Linked DNA regions of Mus musculus: regions 1, 2, 4 and 5 are each linked to region 3. Evidence: chromatin contacts called from public capture Hi-C and promoter capture Hi-C data. All regions are on one chromosome and are shown on one strand. Each heading gives the region's core, a stretch centred on a gene start, on an enhancer-like site or on the middle of the called end of the contact. The rest is flanking DNA. Distances are from core to core; before and after follow the strand shown. Region 1 holds the start of Flacc1 (flagellum associated containing coiled-coil domains 1). Region 2 overlaps Cflar (CASP8 and FADD-like apoptosis regulator). Region 3 holds the start of Mpp4 (membrane protein, palmitoylated 4 (MAGUK p55 subfamily member 4)). Region 4 overlaps Gm973 (predicted gene 973). Region 5 overlaps Gm973 (predicted gene 973).

Region 1 (4,542 bases), core at 439-2,938, 470 kb after region 3:
CTGTTTTGGCGCTGACAAAAGTGTAACTGTATTGAGGCTGGAGTATATTGGGGTGTGGGTGTTTGGGGTAGAAGGTACCGATATCTCAATATGGCATTAGTGCTGGGCATGTAGCTCAGTGGGTGACAGAGCCTGCCTCTATCTGACCACCACAGGGAAACAACTGAACTGACGCTAACAGGTTGATGTATGCCTGAGGTGAGCAAGCATCTGGAGTTTCCTTCACCATCTATTGTCCTCGTGTTAATGGCATAAGAGAAGCCAGTTAGCAGGCCTGTGGCTGAGTCCTCTCACTTACTGACCACACTGCCTCCAGGTTGTCTTACACGTCACAGTCGCCTACATGTTCACCCACTCCCTCAATCAATCACTAAATCCGTTTTTAGAGTCGTCTTTGAACGTATGGGACTTCTGATAAATTCTCCAGTAGACATCACCAGTCAGGTGTCCCCTTGGGGCCTCCGAATGTCCAAAACAGAATGGACAGTCTCTTCTCAAATCTGTTCATCCCCAACATAGTCCAACCAGTGAGCTGCACTAACAGCAGTTCAGCCACTGGAGTTGGAGACTCAGGAGTTGAATGCCTCTCCTTCCCTCCCTCTCACGTCCCAGCCTGTGTTGTCTTCTGGTCATCGCCACTGCTGGCCCACATCTAAGGCTCATCAGGCCTCTAAGATATTTCTACATGGTTTCTCTGTCTCATACTACGGCTCTTCCTCCTGTTTCTTTGCTTTGGTTGACATGGTCTATCTTACATGTAAATCTAGTCAGATAACTTCTCTGGTTGAAGTTCTTGTTCTCTCTCTCTCTCTGGTTTTTTGAGACAGGGTTTCTCTGTTTAGCCCTGGCTGCCCTGGAACTCACTCTGTAGACCAGGCTGGCCTTGAACTCAGAAATCTGCCTGCAATTGAGTCTCTTAAGGTAACATTTTTCAGCTCTTCTCTGTCCATTAGCCTTTCTTTCTGCTCCACTGAGCACAGGACTGAGGTCGCACCCCGTGCCTAGCTGCACTGGCATTCAGAGGATACAGGAGGCTTGTGAACTTCCAGCTTTTGTAAACTATGAAGTGTGAACCATCACAGGACCAGGAAGCCAATCTAATGGATTACAATCAGTCTTGATTTATAAAAGAAAAACAGAATAGTAAACAATAGAGTATTGTTTGTGAACCTTCAGTATAAAATGTGTGTCTTTTAGTGAGTTGTATTAAAATTAAATGAATAAGCCAGCACTTTTTTGGTTTGGTTGTTTTGTCTTTTTTGTTTTGCTTTATTTAGCAAGATCAACTTCGCCTAGGGGAAAACTAAAACCGCACAGGTAGCTAAAAATTTCATCGTTTCTGTGGATTGCCACAGGTCTCAAAGGCTGAGCTTCAAAGAAGGAAGTGCCCACTGTAGTTAGTTCTAGGTTTCTGAAAAACGGAGGAAGTTAAAATCAACTACAAAAATCCAGGAACTGTGGCCATGTGTCCATAAAGCCTAGTGGTCCCGCAGTAAGTCTACTGTTGTGGAAATTAAGCTTCTAGGGCCTCACATGTGATACTGGAACTCTTATATGTATTCCCTGCTGTTGAGGATCTGACTTGAGTGTGAAGATTTAACAGTTTAACTGGCTGCTTCCCCAACATTCTGTTGGGAAGAACAGAGAGCTTTGGGCCAATGAGGTGCCGCCATTGGGTTTCCATAGTGATAAAAGAAACAAACCATCCTGGGGCACAAGTCAGGCTCAGTCAAAGGACTAGCTAGAGGGTGAATTCCTCCTCAAGGGACTTTCAGGTAATAACTGGGGACAACTGAACTGTCTTCTAAGGGAAGCTCCTGGGGTGGATGGCCGCGGAACCCTTCTAAACACCACTGGCTGGGTTTGCAAGTCTTCAAGGCAGTCTGGAGATTTCTGCCTTGGCATCTCAACCACTTGGGAATAAACACAGCAACCATGAGTTCTGAAACACCTTGATTGGGTGAGAAATGACCCCTGAGTTTCCCTAAAACATTATGGTTTCTTTAAGACTCACAACCTGGGAAGGGACCACAAGGCCAATGAATCTTTGAAAGAATTAAAGTAAGATCTTGGGAAGAGTTTCCAGCCGCTTGTTGAAAACCCACCCTTTCTAAAGCTCTGCTCACTCAGCGACAACTTCCGGCTGTGAGTGAAACACCAGGGAGATAAGACAGGGGAAGAAAAGAAGGGAACACACACACGTGCCCACACGCACATACATCCACACACATATCCTCACATGTCTAAACATACACACACACACACACTCACACACGCACACACACACACACACACACACACACACGCACACACACACGCCCGAATGCACATACATCTGCACACGTGCCCGCACGCACATATATCAGCACACACATCCACACATGTATGCGCGCACACACACACACGCACACGCAAACTCACCAACCAGTAAACGATCATTATCAAAAGGCCCTAAAAGTGGTCCTTACCAGCTTCCTTGCCTCAGTTTCAACCCTGACACCCTCAGACCTACCTCGGGATTTGCTAAGAGCCCAAGTCTGTTCTAAGGGCTCAATAGCTTTGCATTACTGATTTTAAATGCTTTGAATATGGTTCCCATAGATGCAAAGGGAACTTTTCTTTTTAAGAAAAAGTAATAAATAATAAGGCGTTTTTTTGTTTAGAATGGGAAAAAAGGAAACAAACATTTATCAATACAAAACTGGTTAAAATATAAGTAAGTGAACTGATATAAATGTAGAGTTGTGAGGCAAGAGAAATGGCCCAGGGATTAGGGTGCGTGCTGAGCTTCAAGAGAACCTCAGGTTCGTTGCCATAAACCCCATCTAATGGCTCCCGACAGCCTGTAGCTCCAGCTCCCGAGTGGCTAATGCTGGCTTCTGGCTTCCATGGCTCCTGAACACTTATGATCTACACGCACACAGTCAAACACACACACACAAATACGAATAAAGCTTTTTTTTTTTTTTAATTTAGAATTGCAGCCGGGCGGTGGTGGCGCATGCCTTTGATCCCAGCACTTGGGAGGCAGAGACAGGCAGATTTCTGAGTTCAAGGCCAGCCTGGTCTACAAAGTGAGTTCCAGGACAGCCAGGGCTGTACAGAGAAACCCTGTCTCAAAAAGACAAAAAAAAAAAAAAAATTTAGAATTGCAATGATACAGAAACATATCCCAGACTTACTTGAAAGGTTGTTTAAATTTTGCTTTAAGATAATACGATGCTGGAGGAGTAAAATGCAGTGGGGGAGGGGTATAGACAAGCAAGATTAGTCACACTGACATTGTTGAATCTAGGGGATAGGTGAGCTTACTTTACTCTTTCTCTACATTTGGAATACTTTTATATTTCTTTTTTTTTATTTATTTTTATTTTATTTATTTATTTATTTATTTATTTATTTATTATATGTAAGTACACTGTAGCTGTCTTCAGACACTCCAGAAGAGGGAGTCAGATCTCATTACGGATGGTTGTGAGCCACCATGTGGTTGCTGGGATTTGAACTCCAGACCTTCGGAAGAGCAGTCGGGTGCTCTTACCCACTGAGCCATCTCACCAGCCCTCTTTTATATTTCTTGATTGTAAAAAAAAAACCTTACATTTAAAAATGATGACATCTTTTACATAATAGGAACTCGTGGTATTATCTTAAAAAATATATCCAGGATGTAAATATAGTTTGTTCCTGTTTATAGGAAATTATGTAAGTCTGTTTCTTTAGAATGCAGAAAATTCTGGAAGGCATACACTCAAGTATTCTCACTAGTCATCTCTGGATTTTGTATTTTTGATGTTTTTCACTTCCTTAATCTTTTCTGTAATGACTGTCTCTGTAACAAGCTGATTTCAAGTTAATATACACATACATACAAATAAACCTATGTTCTTTTAAAAAGAGAGAGTTTTTCTATATGTAAAAGCCATGTAGTTCATGGGATTCCTTTCCATGCACAGGGCTGAGAACATGGTTCTTAGTAAATGTTCAGAGCAATGCAACCCAGCCCGGAGCAGCTCAAGCTAGACTTTTAAAGGTGCTCATTTAACTTTAAATTTTATTTTTTTCTAAGATTTACTTATTATTATTACATCTAAGTACACTGTAGCTGTCTTCAGATGCACCAGAAAAGGGCATCAGATCTCATTACAGATGGTTGTGAGCCACCATGTGGTTGCTGGGATTTGAACTCAGGACCTGCTGAAGAGCAGTCAGTGCTCTTAACCACTGAGCCATCTCTCCAGCCCAACTTTAAATTTTAAATAAAACAATGTTTAATTTTATAAGCTCAAAAGAGCAGGCTTCCTACGTTCCCATGTCTAATGTGTAAAGTCAGGCCTACCTGATTTCAAAGAACCCCCAAAATTTTCATAACAGGTGTCATGAGGGGAACAGGAAACAAAGTTCTAGCATTCTGACCTAATTTTCAGTTTTTAGTACCTGAGCTACAAAGTCTCTTTCTCTATGTACAGGTGTGTGTGCGCGTGCATGCGTGCGTGTGCGTGTGCACATGTGTGCTCACACGCTTATATATGTATGTATGTA
Region 2 (4,257 bases), core at 789-3,288, 420 kb after region 3:
TCCTTCCTTCTTTCCTTCCTCCCTTTCTTTCTTTCTTTCTTTCTTTCTTTCTCCTTCTTTCTTTCCTTCCTTTCCATTTTTAGGCTTGAGGACAATTCAATTTTTATTTAAAAAAAGAAACAAACAAACAAACAAACAAACAAAACAGGGTGAGGAAGCTATAAAACTCAGCAGCTACCAGGAAGAGAAGAATAGGGAAGAAAATGAAAATTGCCATGCCATTTGAGCCAACAGGGAAGTCTGACACATGACAGAAAGCAGCCACCTGGTGTTTGTGGCTTTTCTATGGGAGGCTAGATGCATACACTCTGTACCTGGGAGGAACAAACTACTGTAGCCCCCAAACTTGAGTTTTACTAAGCTTCCCTTATTGTCTTACTAGAATCTATGACAAGAGACACGGACCAAGCACACAGCTCGCTGCAGATGAAGGTAACACATGTGTACACATGTGTGACTGGATGTCTCATCATTTAGTGGGGTCACAGGACAAATAATCACTCACCGAAACAAAGGGCAGTGTGATCTCGGACACTGGAGCGTTGCGGGAGAAGTTGTAACTTAAGCCAGAGTCTGAAAAACCAGGGCAAAGGAGAGGAAAGTCCCTCACACAAGCCGCTGACAGGGCAGATGTTGGTGAGGAAAGGCATAGCTGGGGCAACAGCTGGGTGGGAGCAGGGCCATCTGGCACATATCCAACTCTGCATTTGGTCACCTAGGCCAGCTAAGGCCTCACTGCTTCAAGCACACACTCGAAGAAAGCTACAAACCATCTTTTAAGAATCTATATTGCTGGGCAGTGGTGGTGCACGCCTTAAATCCCAGCACTCAGGAGGCAGAGGCAAACAGATCTCTCTGAATTCAAGGCTAGCCTGTTCTACAGAGTAAGTTCATTTCCGGATAGCCAGAGCTACATAGAGAAACCCTGTCTCAATAATAATAATAATGATGATAATAATAATAAATCTTTATTATGCAAAGTTGATTACTGGTAATTCTTTCCAGATGATATTGTATCAGGAGAAAATAATACCAATGCTATATAACCCAAAACAGTTTTCTGGTATGCCCAAGACAGCCAGGACTCAGACCCATGACCCCTCACCCAGAGCGCTAGGACCTCAAACATTCAACAACCTTAGGGTCGTTTCTGCCAAGTCATTTTCTTGGAAAGACTCTCAGGAGAGGAAGACTCCTATCCCATATCATGTAAATATCCATTTGGTTTGCAACCTAAGTATTAACATACCTGTCAAAGGGGCTACCCTGAACATGTACATGTAGCACACTACCTTTTTAAACTCTAAAATACAAGGGCCTCCAACAAGGGCCCATAGACCCACACTTCTTAAATACACCCTAGGTTTAGGCCTGGTGAAGTGAGGGCCTTAAAGAGAAATTTCATTAATAATGTTAAGCTTTGGGGCTGGAGAGATGGCTCAGCAGTAGAGGGCACTGACTGCTCTTCCAGAGGACCCAGGTTCAAATCCCAGCAATCACATGTCAGCTCACAACTACCACGAGCTGACTCCCTCACATACACAAGCACACAGGCAAAACACCAATGCACATAAAATGAAAATAAATTATTTTTAAAAATAATATTAAGCTTTTAAGCAAATAGCTGCTTGAGTCCAGAGGATAGACATGTCCAGAAAACAAAGAGTACCTCATCCCACACTCCTGTTCCCAGGAAGAAGCCATTCTCAGGGCACTGATCACATGAGAACCAGGAGGGGCCCGAATGGTTTGTCTACCATTCCTCTGAACACAACTTCCCTCTACTATTGTGGGTGTCACTTGCCCCTTTTCTTCATGAGCAGAGACCAATCCTAATGAGCGCCCTACTTCCCCGTGCACAAATGTTCTTATTATATAAATGTGACTACAAGAAAATAATGTGTATTCAAGGTTCCACTTGTTCCGTTAGAAGGAGAAAAAAAAAAAAAACACATAAGGAGGCATGGAGCAACCCCTAGCCTGTCAGTGTAAGAAGAGGAAGTCTCTTCACATGACACTACAGTGGAAACTGCAAAGTCTGCTACCAAATGTGTGTCTTAGTCAGTTAAAGATAACAAAGATATCAGAAGCGGCAGCAGAGGAGAAAATACTTCCTCTAAAAAACTTGCAAGTGTTCTCTCTGTCTGTCTGTCTGTCTGTCTGTCTGTCTGTCTGTCTTCACAGAGGGACTGGGACCTCTCAGCCGCCAAAGCAAAACAAAGCGATTTGAACAAACCCATACCGTCTCGTCTCTTATCTGCAGATTAGCCACCTGAGCTGGGAGAGTCCATAAGTGACTCTAAGCCAGCAGCTTGTTTTATTCTCAAAGGCGCATGAGTCAAGAGACCCCTGACTCTCAGAGAGAAGGAGCAGCTGACGTGCCCTTCTCTGTAGGGCCAGGTCCCCTCTAGTCACACACTCCATCTCCAGGATGTTAACCTCGAAAGGACTACACTGACATTAGCTTACATTTCATTCCAGACACTGTCCTGTGTCCTTTATGAGTATAATCTCACTCTCCCAACCATCACATAAAGGAAGTTCTGTTAGGAAGTCACGTTTTAGCAGAGACACTGAGCCCGCACATCACAAGCTAAGATAGACAGCAAAGCCATGATTAAAATCCGGGCAATCACTGCCAGGGCCCAACTCTGCTGCTCTCCTACAGTGGGAGAAGTACAGCTATGCACACATAGACATACAGCTGCCCATAACTCAGGAACAGACGTCCAACACAGGCCCTGGGTGTTAGTCATGAATAGCTGAGGCTTGATGACTCATGGCAGGTTGTGACTTGATCTTTATGAGTCTCATAAACACGGGTACAACACAGAAAGCTCTGTACTTCAGACATTTCCTGATGATGAAGGAAGCAAGGCCAACTACAATCAAAAGTAAAAGAACAATCCCACAATGTCCTTTAGAACAGTCAGTGACTCAGTGAGGAGCTATTTCCTCATTTGTCTACTGATGCTAATAGCTAAAATGGCATCTTAAGGGTTAGGGTTACTATTGCTGTAAAGAGATGCCATGACCAAGGCTACTCTTATAAAAGAAGAATTTAATTGGAGGTTTGCTTACAGTTTCAGAGGGTTAGTCCATTATCATCATGGCAGGAAGCAGACAGGCATGGTGCTGGAGCAATAGCTGAGAGCTTTATATCCTGATCCACAGGCAGCAGACTGGGCCTGGTGTGGGCTTTTGAAATCTCAAAGCCCTGCCCCTCAATTACACACCTCCTCCAACGAGGTCACACGTACTCCAGCAAGGCTTCACCTACTAATCCTTCACAAATGGTTTTTCAACAGAGGACTGAACATAAATATATGAGCCGATGGGGGTCGTTCTCATTCAAACCATCACAAATGGAAAGGACTCTTCTCTATAGCGAAGAGACACATTTCTCATGTACCAAAATAGGACATGAGAAAGTGGGATTGTAGCTGAAATCTTGGGAAATCCAATTTCATATTTGCTAATCCGCCCTTCTCTTAGATTGTCTTTGTACAGACCTCCCTTTGGTAATATTTGAAGTGAGGCATCTCTCTGACTGATGCTAAGGAGTGTTGAGAGACATGAAAGTCGTGAACTACAGTGATCACTCATCTGAAGGAAGGGAGAGGTGATTAAATGCAGCCGTATCCCAGGCATCTAGGCTTGCCTCGTTCAGTCTGCACCAGACATCCAACACCTGAGCCAAACAACCGGGTCCAAACAATGAAGGCTCACAGGTAGATCAAACAGAGAGGAGATCTTAGTCACATGTGGTTCAAACACTAGCCACACCCCTACGTTAACACAGACACCATGTTTTTAATAGCCCCAAGGAAGGCTTTCATGGTCTATCCAGGTGAAGTGAAACATCTGACAATATTAGAAACCAGAATGCCTTGCATTATAAATGTCCCTTGCAGACCAGGACCACCCTTAGCCACATTATCCAGGATGCACAGATAAGACACACAAAGACACACCAACTTCCACAACTTAAAGCTAGTGTTGTGCTCCCGAAGTTCATCTCGTGTTCCTCCTAACCCATAACTCAACTGATTTATCTATGTCTGTTGTCGTTAGCCCAAGCCATGTAAGTAATGACCAATAGGAAGTGGGTAGAGATGAGGTGCATCCTTCTCAGGCCTTTCTCTAAAATCTGTGATGAGATCCGCTACACAGTCTCTACTCCCTCATCTGTCAGTCAGTCAAATACAGAGGACTCTACAGACTCCAAGGCATCAAAGGACGACAGGACCCCTGGCT
Region 3 (4,738 bases), core at 1,406-3,905:
CAATGTGCCTTCAGTAAGGGATTGTTTTTTCCCAAGTCTTAAAGAAACTGAATCTGAATTTGTTTGGATTTTCAGGCCTGTTACTTCCAGATTCAGCGGGAGAAGCTTAACTAGGGCGCCTGACAGCTTGAGGACCGGATTATCTGCTGCGGAGGCTACAGCTATGGCACAGGCACCGACTGGAGGCTGATGGGGCAAAGAACAGTGTTGAATACAGAATGGACTTTTGTGCTATTTTGGTTGTAATTTCTGAGCCTTACTAATAATTAGAGCCCAGCATGGAAAACATACTGTATCATTCAAATGGAGACTGGAAAAGGAGATAGGGATAGAGTAGAGTCTTTGGCCTGTGCTGAGATCCACACACCTACTTAGAAAAGGAAACTGGTTACCCTTTCCTGTAGTGAAAGCTCTCAGCTCCATGCAGTTCCAGGAAACCTTTCCAGGAAAGCTGCTTAGATGAAAAGAAGTTGATGACTGTGTTTAAGCTCCTGGTTTGTCTAATTCCATTTGCAGTTACCCAATACCCTTTGGCAAGGAGCAGGTTTTACTTGAACTGAAGCAGCCATCCCTTGCCTTCCTAGACCTCTCCCAGGCACAAGTGCAGCATGCTACTTTGCTAGGGGTGGGGGTGGGGGAGAAGAAGTTTTAAACTGTAGTTTTAACCTTTTGTAAGCCCCTTTACCAAGGCATTTGTGGTCAGAGAGCTCCCACGGGGTGACTATGACATCCTGGTCCCCTCGTGGAATGCATCCACATAGGATCTTCTGCCTGCTGACTGAAAAGAACATAGGAATACACTGGAGTGCAAACACTGCCGTGCCAAGCTGCTCCAAACCTCACTGATCCGAGGCCCACTGCCTACCCAGGAGGCCCGTAAGCTTCTTAGCACAAGCTTTGTGTGGAGACTGAAGATCTGCACATGTGAGGAAGCAGGGAGCTACAGTGGCCCTCAGCCCAGTCTGCGGGTCTTCCCTCTACCTCACACTGAACTCAGAAGGGAAGGAAGGAGAGACGCACATGGGATTCTCCCACCTCAGAAGTATTGTGACAGCACCGCATAACCACGGTTTGCTCTTTTACAAGCAGCCTCACAAGTGTGGGTTGTGGGTGTGCGCTGGAGCAGTGCCACTCGTAGCTGTTTGGATACCACAGGTGCTCTTCTGTCTCATCTGCTGTACTCGGAGGCGAGCGCAGTGGCCTGACTCATGGGAAATGACTCAGCAGGCGGCAACTACTTTTGAAAAGGATCATGATTTCCGAGCTACTTTATAATCAAGACAAGCATTTGTTAACATACTGTTTTGGAATGTTGGCTGTAATGTAACAGCAGTTTTCATAATAAATGACATTCATCTCTACGAAGCTGTTCTATGACTGTGGAAGAAATGACATGGGGCAGACTGTACTTTAAAGAGTGCTCAGTTTACAGTATTCTTTCTCCACATTGTAATCCATGCCTCAGACCTCAGGAACCCCTGGGGTTTTTAATTCACTTAACTACTAGCCAATTTCTGGCAAAGAGCAAGTTAATTCTGATCCCGATAACCCAGAGACAAAGGTCTCCAAGGAAAACTGCTGCTGTGAGTAAGACAGTTGTGGGCTTTGTTTTTGTTTAGGGAAGGGCTAGAGGAACAGGTTTAGGAGGATAGCACTGTCCGCATCTCTCCGCCTACCGTCTTCTGCCAGGCCGAGCTGCTCCCTGTGGAGAGGGACCAACTCTTTCTCATTTCGCATATTTTTAGTTTGTGAGCCAAGACACAAATGCCAGATTTGGCTAGTAAAGCCAAAGTAATTGAACACCTACCTCCTTCAGAGAAAGATCAGGAGGGGCTAATAGTGGGAATGGATGGAAACTTGGACAATAGGACCAGAGAAATTCTCAAATGGCAGCATGCCATCTCACATCTCTGAGAACCCGTTGCAATTCAATCTTCTAATTTCAGTTTTAAGAGAAGCTGCCTAACCACTGTATTTTCCTCATTCTACACAGTTCTTGAGTTGCAGCTTAAAACAATAAATTTTCATGTGTGTGTGGAAAACCCTAAATCTCCAGGCACTGTCTGTGACTAGAAATACCAGCACCTATGTAACTCACAGCAGCCCTCAGCAGTGCCAGTCTGGGGGCTCCCTTTCCCTATCGGTGAATAGCTATAGTTTGCTGTGTCTGCGCTGGGACTCCAACCCAGAGCTTCCCGACTTTCCTCTACTCTTTCCCACTGCCTATGCCCCGCAGATGTGTTCTGCATTAGGCCTTGAAAAGCTGAAGTTAAGAAAAGTAAAAGCCTCTGGTGGGTGTAGTGGCACACCTTTGTAGTCTGAGCCCTTGAGGGTGGAGGAAGTTCAGTTATCCTTGGTTATACACACAGTTTGAGGCTACCGGGGCTACATAAGACTCTGTCTCAAAAAAAAAAAACAAACTAAAAGTAGGAAAGATTTGAAGGGGGGCGATTGGTGTTTGTTATCTGGAAACAGTCAACAGAAATATTAAGGGCTTGTATGGGAGTGTAGTACTCATGTGAGAGAAAGCTCACTGTGGTGGAGGATAATGTAAATGAGATGTTCCCTTGCAGGGACAGCTAGGGCTGCTGCGGAGGCTTAGAAGAGGTCCAGGGTTAGCCTGCAAGGGCAGGATTATGCCAAAGAGGATGCACAGAGCTTTTCTCTAGAGCATCAGGTGACTGGCAGCTAGCAGCCTCCTGGTGCTTCCTGCTTGCTTCTCTCTTGCCAGGAGCAACACTGTGTTTTCATCCTTGCAGGTAAGAGTCTGCTCGCAATGCCGCATTTCCAGAAGGCACCAGCAGCAGCTACAGATAATCGTGGGTAGTCTGTGTTAAAGTGGTTGACTGTCCTACAGTACCATCTCTTAAGCGTGGCACAGTGCGTTGTCAAAGAGTTCAAGTGAAACTGTCCCATCTTCTGTGAGGGCCTTGGATGCAGAGGAAGCCAGCAGGCCATTTCTCAGGGAGGGTTGCATATGGGCTTTTTCAAGATTTCCATATTGAAAAATACTTTAGAAAACAAGCCTAGTGGGTAAGAGGTCAGGACTTTGAATAGCAATTGTTTTAAAGCAGAAGGAAATGCTTTAAATGTTTTAATTATAATGTTTAATTACAATTTAATTGTGTGTGTGTGTACGCTTGTGTGCAAGTGTGCGCGCATGCGTTTGTGGAAGCCCTGGTGCTTGTGGAGGTCAGAGAACAACTGAAAACAGCTCCCTCCTACCATGTGGGTTCAAAGTCATCAGACTTGGCAGCGAATGCATTTCCTGCTGAGCTACCCCAGAGACCCAAAGCTGAATTTTAAGGTAATGCTGCGTACATTCCAGGTATTCATGGTGACCACTTGCTTTATAACACAGTTTTTAATTGCCTTTTCTTATTCCCTACCTCTTTACCCTATAAATCACCTGTCTAGAATCCTTCATTCTGGCGCAATTCAAACCAAGGCACTTAAACACATAAGGTTATTATTTAAATCCACATAGTGCCCCACCAGTAATAAAAAGGATAAGGTAAAGAAAGATATAGCTTAGCTGGTAGAATGCTTGTGTGGCATATGTGAAGTCCAGGGTTCAGTTCCCAGCACCACATAAACCATTTGTGGTCACACATGCCTGTCACACAACCCCAGCCCTTGGGAGGTGGAGACCGGAGGATGAGAGCATCTGGTGATCCTTGACTAGAGAGAAAGTCTGAGGCCAGCATGGACTACATGGGACTCTGTCACCAAACAAACAGGAAACCAACCAAAAGCAAGATAGCTGAAAACAGCTCCCTCCTACCATGTGGATACTGTGTATTTAAGCGTGTGAGTGTGGATAGATAGCACAGAAGCACACATGTGAGCCTACACAAAACCCTGAAAGGATGTAGCAACTTTGAATGCAGGAGTAAATAGACTCCAGGAGTGCTGTGCTGTAGTGGTTTCCTGAGTCACAAGCAGGATTAGCGCTGATAGAATGATTTTCTGATTTGGTAGACTACTTGGTAAGGTTTAATGTGCAATGTGTTAATTCTTCAATTATGATGGTAGCGTTTCTTCAAATTTATTGGTTTCTTGCAAACTATTTTGTGTTTGTAAGAAGAAACTTTGTTTGTTTGTTTGTTTTTGTGTTTTTTAAGACAGGGTTTCTCTGTGTAGCCCCAGCTGTCCTGTAACTCGCTCTGTAGACCAGTCTGGTCTTAAACTCACAGAATCACCTGCCTCTGCTTCCTGAGTGCTGGAATTAAAGGCGTGCGCCACCACTGCTTGAAAAGTTGAGTTATACATTCAGGTCATTCTGGGGTTGATTTATGTTTGTTTCTTCAGTGACATGAAGTTAGACACTTGCACATTCTGCAGGGACAGTGATTATCTATCACATAGAACAAGTTCTAAGCCTTTCCCTGAGACCCCTACCTTCCCTTTGCCCTTGCCTCCTTCGCCCTGTCCTCATCCTGCCGGCTGAGGTATAAACATGACAGCTGGAAATGCACCATCTTGGAGCAGATAGATGAGTGCTATGTGCACCCCAGGGCTGGGCCAGGGTGCTGGTGAGCCTTTCACATGAGGCTGACCCAAGTCTGGATGGTCTCTGCCTCAACACTGTCAAACAGGCAATGCAGAAACTTCTATTCCACCAGGCCACTCATTTTGGATTTCATTTTGTGAGAGTAAATAAATCTAGAGCAGTGTTTTTATTTTTATTTTTTTAATTAAGTAGTTTAAATTGTTTGCTATAGATGAGTATTGAAAT
Region 4 (4,904 bases), core at 1,085-3,584, 370 kb before region 3:
TGTAGGCACAATGTAGTTATGAGGATTTTTTTTTTCAGGTGGGAAGCTCAATATTTTTTATTGGTTAAAATTGCTCTTTGACAATTTCTTTTTTTTCATTTTTTTTAATTAGGTATTTTCCTTATTTACATTTCCAATGCTATCCCAAAAGTCCCTCATACCCTCCCACCCACCCCCCCCCCCACTTTTTGGCCCTGGCATTCCCCTGTACTGGGGCATATAAAGTTTGCAAGTCCAATGGGCCTCTCTTTCCAGTGATGGCTGACTAGGCCATCTTTTGATACATATGCAGCTAGAGTCATACATCTATGTAATGCATACAGCTACTCTTACCTTCATCCACACTGAGTTTCCTCTGATCACTGTTAGCCCTGACCCCTTCCAAAATGTCTCCAACCTATATTCATACCTTCTTATTTATTGTTTGACCCACTGATTTTTAACCAGGTTCTCTGTGTGACCATAGATTTAGAAAAACCTATTGGAGACTAGTGAGGTTAACCATTTGATAAGCAACTAAAACCAGTGACAGTTTCTCCCCAAAAATCTAAACTTTGGCAGAGAGGAAATGATTCCATGGTCCCCTCCATGATCAGTAGATATCTATTGGCATGATCAGTGCAGGGAACCACAGCTTCTATGACATCAGATTTGCAAAGTCTTTGTCATGTATGAGGATTCTTTAAATGTAAGGACTCAGAAGGGAGAACCAGAGAGACCACAAGATAAGAAGGACCTCCCCTCAGCCCCCCATCCCATGCTGCTGGCTTGGAGGAACGGGACACAAGCCAGGAATACAAGGTTCTTATAGAAGCTGGAAAGGGAAAGCTTCAGCGAAATAGTTCTTTCCTGGGATTCCCACAAGATACACAGGTCTGTCCACACCTTGATGTTAGTTCATTGAAACCCATTTCAAACTTCTAACTGTAGAAGTGTAAGATAATACATTGTTGTCTGAGTGTTAGCTGGGTCACTGGCTGAGTATCCGTCGTTATAGCAGCCATAGGAAACTAATACAGTGGCCAAGATCAGCTTCCAAAGACTAAGCAAGACAGTATGTACGTAGTCCAAATCCAAGGCAAGGCCTTCTCTGACTTGTCCTAGCAGCTCCTTGCACCTTAAGCTAGCAGCCCAGCAAAGCTCCCACAGATACATTAGAATTACGATAACGAGGGAATATAAAAGAAATACTTGTTAAGTAACAAGGGCAACTGGGGGTCTTATCCAGACTCAGACAGTCATCATCACCCTGTGTCAGCAGAAGCTATAGTGTCTCAGAAGAGCTGACACTTGGATGCTCAGAGAACAGTCAGCTGAAGCAAAGGTTTACAGACAAGTGAGGCTCTTAAGCACCTACACATTCCCTGCCTCGTGGCCCCGCGGGGCTAGAAATCACACATTGGCTCAAAGCAAAAAGAAAGTCGCCAGCACAAGATTTTTCCAGAAGCTCTCAAGAACTTCCGTGGTAGAGGACTTGATGAGCACATAAAAGACCTTGGGTTCCGTCCTCAGCAAAGGATCCAAATCAAACAAAGCTTCATCCACTTAGCGGCCCCCATTCCATCTGCAACCCCAGCCCCTCCCCTTTGTCATACAGTATCATATTAACAGACTCTAGGGATTAGAAAAAGGACATCCTGGGTTGGGATGTGTGTGCACACATGCACGTGTGTTTGCATGGTTTTTTTAGTCTCTCTTGTTCGTTTCTCAAGTGATGACTGTGAAGGTAATTCATAAAGCTTCATCATTGGATGAACAGGGGCAGAGGGAAGACCAGGACCACTGAGGAGGCTGGCTAGGGTGAGAGCTATTTCCATGTTTCCAATATGCATAGTGTGAGTGGAAACAAGGCAAAGCACAGAGGAACGAGTTAGAATAATTACCACCTCTTAAAGAGTGTCTTTGCGTATAATAACAGTGGAGAGACTGAAAGAAAAATATTAAAATACTCAGAACAGCAATATCACACTGCTGGGTACGAGCACACACATAGTTCTTTTTTTATAAAATCAGAATTCTAGTAATATGGTTAGATTATATTTATAAGGAGGGAAAGTTAAAAATCAACTAACTTTAGTGCATCTGCCTCCTCTTCCACATTTTCCTAGTCCTCTCTCTTCCCCAGTAAAGCTCATTCTCAGCTCTCCACCCAACCACCCACTCAGAGGTTACTTGAAAACAGAGAGGGAGACAGAAGGGAGCCGGGGAGGGAGTTTCTGGAAGAGGGAAATAAACACGACAGCAGGAGGCTGACTGCGGTGGGTTCAGCCTGCTCAGCCTGCCTTGGCTTTGCCAGTCAACCCTCTCCAGGCTTCTTGTGAGACAAGTAATTAGTATGCTCAGAGCAGCCTGTTAGCCACCCTCCACCTTTAATGAGAGGCTTGCTCTGACAGGCTGCCTTCTCCATGTCTACCAGGCTGATGAAGATGTGTGTGTGTGTGTGTGTGTGTGTGTGTGTGTGTGCCCATGCTGCCTTGCATGTGTTGTGCTGTCCATTCATCCCAGGACAGAAGGAGGTGGTGGTTAGGGCTTGTATACCTGCTCAGGATGCCAGGGTACCAGCATCCTCAGGAAGGTCAGAATGGCCCACCCAGCCAGTTGCTACCATACCACAGAGAGCAGCCCAGCTTCTGTGTGCAGAAGTCCACAGAGGCTGAAGAGAGATGCCCAGAAATGCCAGGGCTGGTAGGCATTTCCTAGCCAACTCAGCCCTCACCAGATTCTCCAGATCTACTCTGCAGCCACAGTTCACGCCTGGCTGATTCCCCCGAATTCCCTCTGCTTGCTCTGGGCCCCTGCTCACCTATGTATGCCTGGGTCTCTATTTTTTTTTTTAACCACAAGATTCCATTTAAATTTTTTCTCCTCCAGAAAGCTACTCTAGACTTTCCCAGGCAGAGGCAGTCATGGTAGGAAGAAGCCAAAACAGCAGAGACAACAAAGGCACAATTAGACAAACAGGATTACTCCAGACTCAGAAAACCAACAGTGAAGAAGCCTGCAAAACGGAGTGTTTTAAATAAAGCTTTCTTCTGGCAAAGGATAACTATTCAGAGTATAGAAGGAACTTAAAAACATTAATAAAGAAAAAAATCCAGTTTAAAAATGGGCAATGTCTGCAGGCACTTCTCAAAAAAATCCAATGGTCAAAAGAGACTGGTGAGAAAAATGCTTAATGCCATTCAGAGCAGAACTTCAATGGGAGACCATCTCACCCAAACGAGAAAAGCTGTTATCACAAAGAATAAGAGGAGCCAGGGAGAGAGTGCTGGGAGCAGAGGGCTTTGGTGCTAAGCTTGATGAGCTGAGTTCAATCCTTGGGACCTACATGGTAGCAGGAGGGAACCACTCCAGAGAACTGTCTTCTGACCTATGCGCGCGCGTGCACACACACACACACACACACACACACACACACACACACACACAAATACATGTAATTTTTAAAAAGACAAGAAGTAGTGGCAAGGGATATAACTTAGGTATTAGAGTGCCTGAGGCCTTAGGTTCTATCCCCAGCTATGCTGCAAACCAGACAGTATGGCTGCCTGAAAGCCTAGCACTCTAGAGTTGGGAGCCAGAGGGTCAGGAGTTCAAGGTCCTTCTCAGCTACTTGGTGAGCTTGAGACCAGATATAAGATCTGGTCTTTTGGGGTTTTGTTTGTTTTGTTTTGTTTTGTTTTGTTTTTTGTTTTTTGTTTTTTGTTTTTTCGAGACAGGGTCTCTCTGTGTAGCCCTGGCTGTCCTGGAACTTACTCTGTAGACCAGACTGGCCTTGAACTCAGAAATTTGCCTGCCTCTGCATCCCAAGTGCTGGGATTAAAGGCGTGTGCCATCACTGCCTGGCTAAGATCTGGTCTTTTAAAAGGACAGAAATGACTGAATACCAAATACTGGCTCCATTTGAAACAAAGTGAACACTTAGCACTGTTGCTAGGAATGTAAATGAGCACAGCCACAGTGGAGAGCAAACGGAGATTCCCCCTAAACACTGACAACCGATCCACCACAGAATCTGTCCGTCTAACTCACAACTGGGCAGTAACTGAAGGAAAACACTACAGCAGCATTCCCACGCTTATTTGGGCATCAATAGCTGAGACAGAATCTTTCTAGATGCCCATTGGTGGATGGACGAGTAAGGGTCTTTCTCCGATGTGTTGGGAGCACAGCATGAAGTCCTCCCACCCACAGATCTCCAGGAATGTTAATCAAGCATATGGGATTTTCCCCTGGAAGGAATGGGTGTAAAACCTGTTCTTATCCAGAAAGCTGGGAAATGGAGGTGATTTAAAGCCTGGTGATTCGTGTTATCTCTTGGGCCGGGCCATATCGAGTTCCCACAGCCAGGACTAGAGATGGCTAGTAATCTAAATGACTTCTTCGATATCTGTATGACGAGACCAGGTCACATCCTTCCCTAGACCCTTAGGCTAGTACAGGTAGCCTATCTCGAGAACCCATTTTCTTAGAAGAAATGAGATGCACTCTGAGTTGAGTTTCGGTGTAATTGTGTTTCTTGTGCACCTGGGATTGTATTGTACCAGGAAACTTTTTTCTAAAGTAACTGGGGTTAAATATTCTGACAATGAACCACCTGGCTTCAGACTCTCTAGAAGGTTTGATCCAGGCTGAGGAGGTCAATTTGAACTGAGTTTTCATTCTTATCTCTTCCAGGTTTGTTTCCCTGCCTGACAGCTGCAGACATCCCTCACGTGTAGATTCTATAAGAAGACCAGGACGTAGAGTAGCATTGGAGATAGGAGTGTGTGGGAGTGTGTGCTGGAGGGAGGTAGGAAGGAGAAAGCTCCAGTGTTCTGCACCACGGGGGTCGTGGTGGCTACAGCTCACAAGAACCATCTAGTTTATGAATAACTGGAAGGGAGAAGCTTAAAGGCTACAAA
Region 5 (4,401 bases), core at 679-3,178, 420 kb before region 3:
CCAGGGTCCTGCGATTATGTGAGTATGTCTCCATCAAATTGAAAATTTACAAACTCTTTTTATCTTTCCTTTTTCATAGAATAAAGACGACTAGGGGAGGAGAGCAGAGACCACAGGCCCAGGGACGCGACGTGAAGTTTGAACCCAGAGCACCCTAATTTTGTGCTCCCTAACAGATGCTTGAGAACAAAACACAAAAATCAACAACCATAGATGGAATCATGATTGACTTATGGTTTTGATTTGCACTTTCAATATTCAGTCACTCTGGACGTGATAGCATATGCCTATAATTTCAGTGAGGTAGGATGGCCAGTCTGGGCTACATAGTAAGACTCTGGCTCAAAAACGAACAACAGTAACAACAAAAAAGGAAAAGGAAAGGAGGAAGGGGAAAGAGGAAGAAGAGGAGGAGGAAAAAAAGAGAGGGGTGATGGGTTCAGTTTGCTCCCTGGGGAATATTTAGCAGTGGGTGGAAACACTTTGGTTGTTATAACAGTGCACACAGAGGGTGGACTCTGGGCAGCCCAGGCTGGCTCCTCCTCACCAACCGTCTGGAACCTTGATGTTGCCCAGTATTAAATCACAGATTCCAGGAGATCACAGATCTCAGGTTGCCTCGGATGATTTTGACTTTCTGAGCCTTTCTTTCCGAGGGCTGATATTGCAGGTGTGTGACCGTGCCTGGGTTTTATGTGGTCCCAGGGATAGAATGCAGGGCCATGTGCATTCTAAGATAGACCTCAACCAGCTGAACTACAGCCCCAAGCCCTAGTCATCTGTGCCTCTGTGTGTGTGTGTGTGTGTGTGTGCGCGCGTATGCGTGTGCGTGTGTGTGTGTGTGTGTGTGCGCGCGTATGCGTGTGCGTGTGTGTGTGTGTGTGTGTGTGTGTGTGTGTGTGTGTGTATAAGAGTATTCCGGATCAGACCCAGGGCCTTGCCTATGGTAGTCAAGCCCTGCCACTAAACTATAGCTCATATTCTTGCCTACTACTATTATTTTAATATGATTTGGTCTTTTGATTATGTTTCTAACTCTCTATGTTTTCTTTTTAAAAATGAAATGCAATCCTCACCGAGGATCGACAGTATTATTAACGTTAATGAAATGATTGCATATTTTTCTTTTTTACTTTCTCCTCTCTCACTGCACGGATGTATTAATATCTCCTTCTGAAACTTCCATTTACAATTTTAAGATTCTTTTTAGGTGCTGGGCACCTCACCCAACCTCAAGCCTCTCCCCAGAGGCCTTGGGGAAGAGGAAAGGCGAGAGCCTGCGATTGATGTCAGCGACCCGCAGAGGGAAGAGCAGTCCTGGACTCTGAAGGCAGCCCAGAAACTAATTTCTCTTAATCAGTTGTAGGGCCCCAGGAGGACCCACAAGGCAGAGGGGGAAATAAATCTGAAGGAGAAAACCAAATTCTATGAGGGGCTGGAAAGACCTGTATTTTCAAAAGGGCACCATACCTTTAGGACTTAAGCGCTGGCAGGGCCCCATCCCTGCGCAGCTATTAATATGCAAAAAATGCCTTCATAAATACTTGATTCTGCTCACAGTGGGGAGGCCGTTCATTTGAAAGGGGAAATGGGAGCTTGGAGTTGAAACACGTCTGCTTGTCTTCTTTCTCTTTTTTCATCGCTCTTTTCATCTCCACGCAACTCCCCTTGTAGTCTTCTTCCCCCTATTTCTCTGACTTCTCCCCACTTCTAACTCCAAGGAAGTTGCTGATGGCAGCTGCGGCGCTTTTTTTTTTTTTTTTTTTAAACTGATGGACTTGGCTCTGAGGCCCGGAACCTCCGGCTAGGTGTAGAAGGGGTGCCTAAGGGCCTTTACTTGAAAGTGGAACTGGGAGGCTAGAGCCCCTCACCCTTTCGGCTTTGGCCTTAGCGACGCGGCCACTGAAGACTCAGAGCAGAGGTTTTCAGTACTACCGGGAGGGGGCGCACGGGGGCAGCCTCCGGACCCCAGAGCTGAACTTGGACAGCAATACCAGACTTTCTTTCCCTCATACTTCCCAGCCTAGGTATGTGACTTCTCAAAGGTCTGTTGTTTCCAAAAGGTTCCACCTTTGGGATTCTCACTGTGACTTAAACCAAACCAAGCCAAACCAAACCAAACCTCCACCACCAACAACAAAACTAGACAAATGTATTATGTGTGAGTGACCTTACATGACCAGACCCTAAAGGATGGAGGGACGAGCTGAGTCAGTAGGGATTAAAAGAAAAGAAAGACGGGCTTAATTGCTGCTGCTACTACTGTTGCTGCAAGCCTGCTTTGTGCTTCAGAGCAAGAAAGGTCCTAGGTCCTAGAGAGGCAGGGAGGCCACTGGTTGGGCCAGTGGCCCATCAAGGTGGGTAAACTGAAGTCTGTTGGGTAGAAATTTGTTTCTAAAGCCTTTCCAGATGCTTTATGGTAAACATAAAATTAGTCATTTATGTGGAGTAGGTTGAGGAAGTAGTTAAAATCCGAGGCAGTGATTAACCTAATAAAGTGCCCTGAGCCTCAAGAAGGGGGAGGGGTGAGAGAGGCAGGAGGAAGTCCTTTGTACCCTACACCCCATTTTTCCTGGCTTGGGGACTGGTGGGGCTCCCTAGACTTTTCCTCATAAGGCTTTTCCCCTCGGGGTTCCTTTTCAAAGGCAGGCAGGCTATGGTAACACCAACCAACCAAGAAGCTCAGATGGGAACCTTTCTCCATTTGCAAAGGAGGTACAAGATATTTCCAGAGTTTGTGAACTTACCAAGGCCTTGCAGATGAACCAGGCTTGGAGCTTAAGATCCAAAGTTCAGTCTGACTGCAAAGTTCATAATTTAGTCTATAGTTAACTTGTCATGGCTGGGTCACTCTTTGAAGGGTCCTCCAGTAGAGCCATAGGGATACATGAGTTTGGACCATGCAGGGAGTATTGGTATGGCCTTTGGAGCTATGGGATTTCCAAAATATATTGTATTTTCTTAGTCACAACTCTGTAATTATTATTGCTATTGTTATTACTTAAGGTCTTCGGATCCTTTATGAAAAGTGTCTTCAATGGAGGCAAACCACACACACACACACACACAAACACACACACAGACAGACAGACAGACACACATAGTATGTGTGTGTCTGTGTTGTTTCTGAGGTTCTTCAGTAGTGGAGAAGTGGCTTAGATATGCTTTTCTTCAATGGAGGCCTGACTTGGGCCTGGTGTTTTAACCTGAAAGGTCAGTTCAAATATTGTGCAAACAGACTCATTTCTGCTCTGATTGTAAGGAAGTGCTGGGGAAAAGAGGGAAGGCCAGAAGCAGCAAGAAGTTGGAGATAAGAGGCTTGGCGAGCCTGCCCTGGAGGCTGTCTGAGAGCGGAGGGACCTAGGCAACCCCTGGAGCAGTGGTATAGCATCTGCCTCAGGAGTTCCCAGTCCCTGGATCCAGCTCTAGGAATTCCCTACTAGCTTCTCTTGAGAGACTGAAGACACTGTCACCCTCAGAGCTTCAGACAGAGGACCGCTTATCAAAAAGTCTGCACACATCCCTTGAAACATTAGATATTTCCAAGCCATTCAAATCGGCACCTTCCTTCTTCATAATTATCCTACCTGTGTGCGTACGTGTGAGTGTGTGCGTGTGTGGTGTATGTGCTCATGGGTGTGTGTGCGTGTGTATGGAGGCCAGAGATTGACATCTGGTGTCTCCCTTTATTGTTCTCCATGTTATTTGTTGAAACGGTCTCTCACTGAACCTGGAGTGCATCCATTTAGCTGGGCTGGCTGCACAATGAGCTCCAAGGATCTGCCTGTCTCCTGCTCACCTCCCACAATGCCACGATTACAGATGTTTGCAGCTGTACCTGTCAGGCTTTTTATGTGGGGTCTGGAGATCTGAACTCAGACCTTGCCTTTGTGGCAGGCTCTTTATAGACAGAGCCATCTCCCTAGCTCCTCTCCTTGATGCCTTAAAACCAACAAGCAAACAACAAACTCGATCGCTATTTTCTTTCCTGATTTGGAAGGAAAAATGTGATTCTCGGCTTGTGGCTGCTGGTGTCTGTATTCTTATTCTAATTCTGACTTTGCAGAAGTCTGGGAAAAGTCAGCTCTGCTTCTTCACACACACACCACAATCCAGATTCCAAGCTTGAGAGTAAAGAAACCTGGTGACGGTACAGTTTACCTGCTCATTTTACTGATGAGACAAATGAGGCCCAAGGAGATGAAGAGGCTCACTCAGGGTCACACAGCAAGTTAGGACAAGAATCCCAGACAAGTCTTGACTCCCAGTGTTGTGCTCATTCACAGTCAATACTGTACCTGACTCTCTGCAGCTTGAGCCAAACGTGAGGAGGTTTCATAAAGATTTCCATGAAGACTGGCTCCGGCTCCAGCGTTTGCTGCAGTGAAAGTCGGAGAGAAA

The links. Promoter capture Hi-C pulls out the DNA fragments that hold promoters and counts their contacts. Capture Hi-C pulls out chosen DNA fragments and counts their contacts.
Region 1: a contact with region 3 is called in a capture Hi-C map of embryonic stem cells, with 10 times the contacts expected there. The contact joins the promoter of Flacc1 here to the promoter of Mpp4 in region 3. A contact is called at or near these places in 2 of 39 promoter capture datasets (both in embryonic stem cells) and 2 of 9 other capture datasets (adipose tissue and embryonic stem cells).
Region 2: a promoter capture Hi-C map of hematopoietic stem and progenitor cells shows a contact between it and region 3. The contact joins the enhancer-like site here to the promoter of Mpp4 in region 3. A contact is called at or near these places in 12 of 39 promoter capture datasets (the 3T3-L1 cell line, the C10 cell line, the HPC-7 cell line and 7 more), 1 of 15 datasets of contacts at CTCF or cohesin (the NIH/3T3 cell line), 1 of 484 Hi-C or Micro-C datasets (cerebellar granule neurons), 1 of 115 datasets of contacts at active chromatin or transcription factors (acute myeloid leukemia) and 3 of 9 other capture datasets (adipose tissue, embryonic stem cells and liver).
Region 4: a contact with region 3 is called in a promoter capture Hi-C map of hippocampal neurons, with 1.9 times the contacts expected there. The contact joins the enhancer-like site here to the promoter of Mpp4 in region 3. A contact is called at or near these places in 5 of 39 promoter capture datasets (the C10 cell line, cranial neural crest, embryonic stem cells and 1 more), 2 of 115 datasets of contacts at active chromatin or transcription factors (embryonic stem cells and pancreatic cancer cells) and 3 of 9 other capture datasets (adipose tissue, embryonic stem cells and macrophages).
Region 5: a contact with region 3 is called in a promoter capture Hi-C map of embryonic stem cells, with 3 times the contacts expected there. The contact joins the enhancer-like site here to the promoter of Mpp4 in region 3. A contact is called at or near these places in 8 of 39 promoter capture datasets (the C10 cell line, cranial neural crest, embryonic stem cells and 3 more), 1 of 15 datasets of contacts at CTCF or cohesin (pro-B cells), 1 of 484 Hi-C or Micro-C datasets (nephron progenitors), 4 of 115 datasets of contacts at active chromatin or transcription factors (acute myeloid leukemia, bone marrow-derived macrophages, embryonic stem cells and 1 more) and 3 of 9 other capture datasets (adipose tissue, liver and macrophages).

The regions. Positions count from the first base shown.
Region 1 is chr1:58,693,135-58,697,676 of GRCm38.p6, reverse strand. It overlaps Flacc1 (flagellum associated containing coiled-coil domains 1), which reads left to right and starts at 1,688. Exons shown (of 15, transcript NM_175370.5): 1 at 1,688-1,775.
Region 2 is chr1:58,741,227-58,745,483 of GRCm38.p6, reverse strand. All of the region lies in intron 8 of Cflar (CASP8 and FADD-like apoptosis regulator), which reads right to left. Among named protein-coding and RNA genes, the nearest start is that of Cflar, 30 kb to the right of the region's middle. Within about 2 kb of position 2,038, at least 179 of the 459 cell types and tissues checked have an H3K27ac peak or open chromatin away from gene starts, as enhancers often do. A contact at or near this core is called in the HPC-7 cell line, the NIH/3T3 cell line, acute myeloid leukemia and 3 more, where this site is marked.
Region 3 is chr1:59,159,553-59,164,290 of GRCm38.p6, reverse strand. It overlaps Mpp4 (membrane protein, palmitoylated 4 (MAGUK p55 subfamily member 4)), which reads left to right and starts at 2,655. Exons shown (of 22, transcript NM_145143.3): 1 at 2,655-2,759. Als2 (alsin Rho guanine nucleotide exchange factor) reads left to right here. Exons shown (of 34, transcript NM_028717.6): 34 at 76-1,535. The coding sequence ends at 114.
Region 4 is chr1:59,533,016-59,537,919 of GRCm38.p6, reverse strand. All of the region lies in intron 2 of Gm973 (predicted gene 973), which reads right to left. It overlaps Gm28411 (a long non-coding RNA gene), which reads left to right. Exons shown (of 5, transcript XR_003948670.1): 5 at 4,678-4,904. Among named protein-coding and RNA genes, the nearest start is that of Gm973, 11 kb to the right of the region's middle. Within about 2 kb of position 2,334, at least 48 of the 459 cell types and tissues checked have an H3K27ac peak or open chromatin away from gene starts, as enhancers often do. A contact at or near this core is called in hippocampal neurons, where this site is marked.
Region 5 is chr1:59,582,373-59,586,773 of GRCm38.p6, reverse strand. Gm973 (predicted gene 973) reads right to left here. Exons shown (of 19, transcript NM_001357842.1): 10 at 4,299-4,378. Gm39648 (a long non-coding RNA gene) reads left to right here. Exons shown (of 3, transcript XR_865454.2): 3 at 80-376. Among named protein-coding and RNA genes, the nearest start is that of Gm39648, 12 kb to the left of the region's middle. Within about 2 kb of position 1,928, at least 19 of the 459 cell types and tissues checked have an H3K27ac peak or open chromatin away from gene starts, as enhancers often do. A contact at or near this core is called in adipose tissue, bone marrow-derived macrophages and embryonic stem cells, where this site is marked.